Linked DNA regions of Anser cygnoides: region 1 is linked to region 2. Evidence: chromatin contacts called from public Hi-C data. All regions are on one chromosome and are shown on one strand. Each heading gives the region's core, a stretch centred on a gene start, on an enhancer-like site or on the middle of the called end of the contact. The rest is flanking DNA. Distances are from core to core; before and after follow the strand shown.

What was found. A called contact is a pair of places that touch in the nucleus more often than the background predicts.
Region 1: a Hi-C map of fetal liver shows a contact between it and region 2, with 2.1 times the contacts expected there. The contact joins two enhancer-like sites. A contact is called at or near these places in 3 of 7 Hi-C or Micro-C datasets (fetal liver and liver).

Annotation. Positions count from the first base shown.
Region 1 is chr9:20,083,248-20,087,022 of Taihu_goose_T2T_genome, reverse strand. It overlaps TBL1XR1 (TBL1X/Y related 1), which reads right to left. Exons shown (of 17, transcript XM_067002769.1): 3 at 2,891-2,958. All of the region lies in intron 1 of LOC125182254 (a long non-coding RNA gene), which reads left to right. Among named protein-coding and RNA genes, the nearest start is that of TBL1XR1, 73 kb to the right of the region's middle. Within about 2 kb of position 2,167, at least 1 of the 3 cell types and tissues checked has open chromatin away from gene starts, as enhancers often do. A contact at or near this core is called in fetal liver, where this site is marked.
Region 2 is chr9:19,984,324-19,988,028 of Taihu_goose_T2T_genome, reverse strand. No RefSeq gene overlaps it. Among named protein-coding and RNA genes, the nearest start is that of TBL1XR1, 25 kb to the left of the region's middle. Within about 2 kb of position 1,793, at least 2 of the 3 cell types and tissues checked have open chromatin away from gene starts, as enhancers often do. A contact at or near this core is called in fetal liver, where this site is marked.

The sequences.
Region 1 (3,775 bases), core at 918-3,417, 99 kb before region 2:
GAATGAGTGCCAAGATCTGATTCTTCCTTGGTTAAGTCTAGAGATATATTTACACTATTGTAAAGGAAACATTCCCAGAGACGCTATGAACATGCCTGCCCAGATGAACAGCCCCAGATGGTTCCTACACAGTGTAAAGTCACCTGTATCTATAGAAGCAAATTGCACAGGTTTTCTCTGAGGATTGAAGAGATGAACCAAATGTCCTTCTTGCTCAGTTGGCACAGTACAGAGGGTCTTTGACTAATAAAAGGAATCTGAATACACTTGTAGAGGGATACAAAATGTATTTCAACACAATATTAAAAGGTGTTTTAAAAGAAAACTATTTACACTTCCGTATAGCACCTAGCATATATATATATATAAAAAATGTACCAAAGCAACCTGTTGTACAGAACGTTTTTGTGACGGAAGCACCCTTCAAAGCTGTATACAAATGCTTACATGAATGTCTATACACATACACCAAAAAACTTTAAAATTTTAAACTGATTGTTTTGTACAATAGATCCAAGAGAGTCTACTAAAGAAACTATTGTAAAATGGGTTGAAAAAGTCTCAATGGATCCAGTTCAGACAAGAGGTTCAAAACCAAGACATTTCCTCTTCTTTCTCACTGCTTAGGGCAACATCAAACATCTGTACTCACAAATTTTTTAATTAATTCCCCTTGAAACAAACTATTTAAAACCTGAAGACACATCATCTACATGATAAGTACTCCCCCCTCCATTAAAAGGCGGTATTTTGAATTAAACAGTCTCCTCTGCTGGTGTAGTTAGAAACATGATCATGGTTTCATGTTTTGTTTAGAGAAAACAGTTCCTCTCGGAAGAGTTAAACATCAGCAGAGATGGAAATGTATCATGGCTTATAACTGGAGGCTACTATTACATAAGCAGCTGCAGTGAAATTGTCTTCAAGTTGTCCCACAAGTGACCTCTATGCTATCTTTTGCAGAATTAAGCTACCACATTAACTACTGCTAGTTCAGATTTAAAGAAACTTGGTAGGACCGCTTTTGAAAAAAAGAAACCCGCTCTGCTAGATTATCTTTACCTCACCTCCAGCACAGGAATCACAGGTTCTATACGTGAAAAATTCTGCTCACCCATTTCCAGTAATAGGAGTGTTATTTGAAAATAAAGAGATGATAGAGGTGAAGAAGTCCGTGACTTTGTCAGATTACATTATACTTTAATAAGGACTGCACAAATTGCTCGCAACATTTTGAAAAATTCTCTGTATTTTTCAGACTCCAAAGAGCTCCCATCATCTTTTCTTACAATATTTATAAAGCTGAGATGTTTTTACTTTACAGAATTGCCTTTTAATATTGAGTAACGCTACTCAAACCTTCATGATGCCATTTCTCTAGAATAAATCTGAAAGCCTATTTTTCTTCCACTCCAAGATTTAGAAACAAATTCAAGTCTACATGCGTTATTTAGGCATGCTCAAGGTATTATCTACCTATAAGGCTGGAAAACACACACTGTGAATACTACCATGCCCAAATATTTTAGCTGTACCACCCTAACGCAATGACAACAGGGAAAATAATTTCAGTCTTTACACCCATTCACTTGCATCTTCTAATGGCAACCAACACAGCTGGACCTACTACTAGTTTCTTAGGTTGACTAGGGAATCCCATTAGGAAATTTGTGTGTACCCCATCTTGTTTTTAGAAGATGGAAAGGAACTTGTGAAAGTATAAGGAGCTATGGATTAATCCAGAAGAATATTTCAAACTTGTTACAGTCCCGTTGACTTCAATTGCTTAAGTGATTTGTTGGAGCACAGCCAGTACAATAGTACCTTGCAAGAGCAAGGCCATAAAGAACAGTCAGCAATTTCCTTTTCTAGGTTGTGGGGGCCTACTTGCCAGATAAGGCTTTTTAAAACCAACTCCCTCTGTCTTTGAGTGCCCTCTATAGACCTAAGATAGTACACAAGGAGGGCTTGCTAAAAAACTTTCAGGGACAGTGATTTAAAAAAGAAAAAAGAAAGAAAAGACATCTGCTACACCCACAAGCCATTTGTTAAATTACAGCATATATTAACAATTCTACAGATACAAACGCAGTATCAGCTAGCTGCTGCTGAAAGAACAAATACTCGATTGTGCTCTTGCACAATGCGTAAGCACTGCTGTTGCTAGACGGGTTCAGAATGAATTTTCCCTTTAGTAGAAGTAAGGTAATCTCGTCTGCCTTGCAACTCTAGCCATGTAGGACAGAGAAGACTGAAGATAAGAAAGTACGTTTAAGAAAAGTATGCAAAGTCTAGAGGAGTGATAGAGGGATTACAGTTACATACATTTTAAGCAAACAATTGCAAAATCATTACTATACATTAAACTTAAAAAGAGTCTGATAACAGCACACGGTCTGGGTATTTGCCCTCTGAACTACATACTCATATTTTCCGTTAGGAAGCCAAGACGTTAGTACTTGGAAGAAGAAAAAATAAAACACACCACCAAACCCATACGACAATGAAACCCCAGTAACTTTTGCCTTTGTTGTTGTTGTTGTTGATACACACTAATGATCCACGTATCAAGTAGACATAGCTTTTACAAGATGTTTTGTCAAAAGGTCTATTTATTAATATTTCCATGCTGTGAATTGATGCGTTATATTGTAACAACTCTCAATAAAATGAATATGGATTTACACATTAGACAATAACAGCTCCAAGAGGAGCTGTTAAAATACTGTTGAGTAAAAGAAGGCTTAATGTAGAGATTCAGTGGACTGCAAAAACTGATACCTAAAAAATACTGTAAATGCATGTAACGGTAATTACTAATACTAAATTGTACCAAATTATCAGTCCACTTTTATGACAAATAAATAGATAAATCATTGAGTGTCCTTACCAGAACTACTCTCTGAAACCCCACAATATTGTGATGTGGCAGCAGTACAGCCCTTGGTATTACACCACCTGTAACACAAACCATATTATGATAGTTTCTATCAATATTTATTTTAATGGATGAAAAAAGGATAAAAGCTATTTTTCTACCAGTCTTTCTACTGAAAGCATTAAAACAACATTCAGTTTCCTAGGGATTACAACATATGTTTACATAACAAAATAAACGAACAAAAATTAAAGACCATCTTCGGATTACTTACATGGAATGTGTTAAAAAAAATTATAGGCACAGTTTCAACTCCACTCTCTTCTCACCCTTAGCTGAAAACAAAACCCTAGCACAGAACAGAGCATTAGCTGTAATGGAATTTCTGTTCTTTTTGGCTGCTCATATTGACAATTGGGAGCTTTATGAGAATCCAGATTAAAGTTTACAAACTGCTAAGTATCGATGTGGTAGCTTTTCCAGTGCTAGCTGAAGTACACAACTAAAACGTTTCAACAGCAAGATGAAAAACAGGAATCACAAGGCCACAATCAAACCATCCAGTGTTTTTCAGAATTGACTATCCTGGATCTGAGTTTAAAATAAACAAATTAAAAAGAGCATGAAATATGAGAGAATCCTTACAAAACCCTCATGGAGTCGATTTCCACAAGCGACTTCAAAGCTTAAACGCTCCCTAGGAGTTAAGTACCTCATACACCTGTGATCAGAACAATTACTGATCGTGCATTCACGTAACACAGCGGTTCCTACCACGGATATTCATTGCTTTATAATGATTTCATCTGTAATCTTACAGAAATTACGGGATTTCGAGGGAGGCTTGAAGGTAAGGGTGTAGTAACACTGTCTGGGCACAGCAGCAGCAGCCGCCAC
Region 2 (3,705 bases), core at 544-3,043:
AGGCTCCCCTGCCATTGCCGACTGCAGGGGTAGCCGGAGCAGTCCCCCGGGCCTCGTGGAGTATTATCCAACGTTATACAAACCGAGCGCTGGCTCTGTAAAAAGGGAAGGATTTACATTTGGCTAACATTTCCAAGGAGCCAATATTTCCCTGTTACTTACCCATGGTTTGTGAACACAAACCTCACACAGCTGGTACCTCCGCTAATGATCCCATTACAATATGTATCGAGCTGATACCCGGTGATATCTCATTGCGGTACTCATCCATGTCGGAAAGGATTTGTCCATAAAAACATCTCCTCTCGTACCGTCGTAGGATGCTGCATTCATTCCCGCTTTCCCTATCATCTGATGCTGCCTAATCCCACTCAGTGACATCAATCACAGGGGGAAAATAAGACAATTAACTGGCAATTAATTAAATTATAAACTGTAAGGAAGAGCAGAATATTTGTAAACCTTAATAGCCTTATTAACATGCCCATTACAAGCTAGCTGCGCACTCATAGGGCCACAGATGACTTTATACACACATGACACCGCACAGGCTTTAATCCCAGGCTAAGAGTTGCTCACCTGGAAGGAGCCTGCCCAGCCTGTATGGCCCAGCACAGCACAGCTGCTTCGCACCTTCCCTCCAGCAGCAGGCTGGAGTAAAAGGGCACCAGCCCCACGCCGCACCGTGCTGCACAACTCCTGCATCATGGGGAGCCCAGCGGCGGTGCCCCTGCTCTGCTCAGGCTGGAAAGGCAGGGAGGTGGCCGTTTTCTACAGAAGTGATATTTCCTGCACAAAGCTGGCCCCTGCGAGGCAAGGGCAGAGGGACTGGGCTCAAAGCTCCCGCGGAGGCCCAGCAGATAAGCAGGCACGCGCGTGTTTTCAGGCAGTGTTTGCTTTCTTCAAGAAAGCTCCTGAGTCACCCTGTGTTCTGCTGGTGACAGACTCCTGAAAGGAGGAACCTGCGTGCTGACACTGCCAGACCGTCTGGGCGAGTGTTTTAATGCCTCCAGTAACGACGCCTGACCTCTGTTTACAAGTCAGAGAATCATGACAGGATGAAAAACAAAACAGCAAAGCAACCCGTGAGTGCGAGCATAAAGCTGGAGCCAGCCCTAACTGAGGTCCTGGGACCTACGGCATTGCCGTGGTCATTTCGCCACAGCATCAAGGCACAGTGCTTGGGTCCCCCGTGTGTAACCTTCACGGGCGAGTATTCGCTCTCCATCACGCTATTGCTGTAATATTTTTGTCTTGGAAAGGTGACTGAATCTAACATTCATTTAACCCTTGACCTTTTCCAAGTCTTGTCGTTCCATAGGAAGTATCTTGCGAAGCGATGTGGGAGAATGACCTACTAAAGCGGGGAGATCCGAGTGCAGAAGACGCACTGAGCTGTAAATCAGGTTTGCCCCCCAAGGCAGGCCTCACCTAACGGGGCTCTGCCATCCTCCCTCTCAAAATCCGCTGCATCCCAGACCTCAGCTGTGTTAACTCTGGTTCCAGTCCAGTGTTATTTCTGTAACATGCGAACTGGGATGACATGCACCCAGCCCGTTCGTTTATTTGCGGAGCGTGGACTGCTGACCGATAGCCAAGTGCTAATAAAAGCAGCGCTCTCCCTCCTGTGCCACTCCGTGCCGTGTACCGGAGGCAGGCCGGACCTCTGGGCATACCGTGCTCGCTGTGAGCAGCCCGGGGTCATAAACCAGCAGCAGCTGAAGATTTTCATTCTTAATTTCGAAGGAGCCGCATCGCCACGTTGTTTTCTCTCCCAGCTCGGCTCTATATTTAGCTGGGGATTCTGTCCTCGGCGTATTCTGTCGGGGAGGCTGCTCGCTAACGCTGCTCCGCTGCCTGTGCGCTGCCCCCCTTGTCGCTCCGCCGGCTGCTCCCGGGAGGCACGAGGCAGGCAGATGGGACAGAAGCTGAGAGGTTTCGTTCACAGCTACGAGGGAGGAGGAGGACGACGAGCACTTCCATGCCCACCCCAGGAGCTGCGGTGCCAGGGGATGGCTGGAACTTGACGCCTGCCGGTGCTGGGATCCCCCACGTCCTCCTGCAGCGTTCGGTGTTCAGTAACGTGCCCGGCGAGGACGTTACAGCGCCAAGAATCCCAACCAGACGGGACATCGGTCGCTTTAAAAATAGCCCACGGTGAAGCTCCAGGAAACCGTGATGACCAGGGGCCAGACCCAGACTTGCTCACCTCAGCTCACGTCTGGGGTAATGCTGACCTTGGTGGAGTCGCACGGGGCTGGCAGTGAGATCAGAATCTGGCCCAAATCACTTGGCCTCCTGCTGCACCCCATGTTGTAACTATCCCTGATGTTGACACATTCAGCTTGCCACTCATTTGTGGGACTAATTACACATTCACATTTGTCTGCACTCGCTCGGCTCCTAGCAACTGCAGTCACAGTCCTAATTAAAATAATAGACTGAGATTGGTAACATTACTGATTTAACAGGAAATTAGAAGAGTTACGTTCGCAGAGCTTAGGTAATTGACACCAACAGCACTTTTCTTGTAATGTGCATTCTGTGATTGATTTCATTCCCCAGTCAGACCTAAAAGCAGTTTGGGAGCACATCCTACCATCAGATTACAGTGCCGAGGAATTAAATGACTATTACACCACTGCCTGCTCCAGAGCTGGCAGCTGTGGGCTTGAGCATGGCTTTGAGCTTCCAAACCAAACATTAGACCAAAAATTGTTAGCCTAATGTAAAACAAAACATGTTCAGCACAACGTGTTCAGTTCCCCTTTTAAGAGCTTCCCTGCAACTGCTCCGCTGGCAGCGCTCCTTCCTGGGAGAGGGCGGCCATCGGCACAGGGGCAGCTCGTGTGGTTTTGGTTGTCTTAAGCACTGAGTCCCTCAAAGCAGGACGTGGCCTCGAGTTCTGCGAGTTCCCCAAGGCAGATGAAAGGCTTCCTGCGCACCACTGGCAGTGGCAATGGTCCTGGTCTGGTCCTACAGTGGTGGAGCTGAGGGCAGGAGCTGATCAGGAATGCTTAAGGCGTGTAAGATTTCAATGTCGCTTTGAAGAGAGAAGCCCCTGCTGTACTAAGCCCATCCTGCAGCTCGCTCCACACGAAGAAGTTGTGTGCACAGAGAAAACTGCAAGGCAGCAATACGCTTACAGAAAGGAAAGGAAAGCAGAAAAGTAGTTGTTTCAAAAATGAGGTGACTGGTTCGGTATCAGTAGTTGTAACAGAGGCTGATATCTTGATGTAATCTGTCTTCTTGGATGTTGGGGCCACCAGGGCAGAAGGGTTTCAGATCTGACCTCCCCTGTCACATATCCTTTAATTCCTTCCAGTTATAGTGCTGTGTTGCCCAGTGAGTTCCCTATATTGTGTTGCATTGGGTAGTCAGTTCCTTTCAGAAAGTCCTTATTTGAAGACACCAAAATGGAGACCCACCTCTACCCTTGGTAGCTTCATCCAACTGCCAGGCATTTCCAAAAGGGGTTCTGGTCAGCTCCATCATTCTCTGCTACTTGCAGGAGCTCTGAGTCATGCTGTTACTGTGGCAGTATGGTCACTACTAAGCAGCATTTACAAACCGACATTCAACACATCCAACGCTGCCCACACTGCCTTATAGCTTATATACACCAAGATATATCACTCATGTCTGCGTACCTGTAGATTTAGACACTGCTTTTCAAAGTGTGCATAACTGCTGACTGCTTCTGAA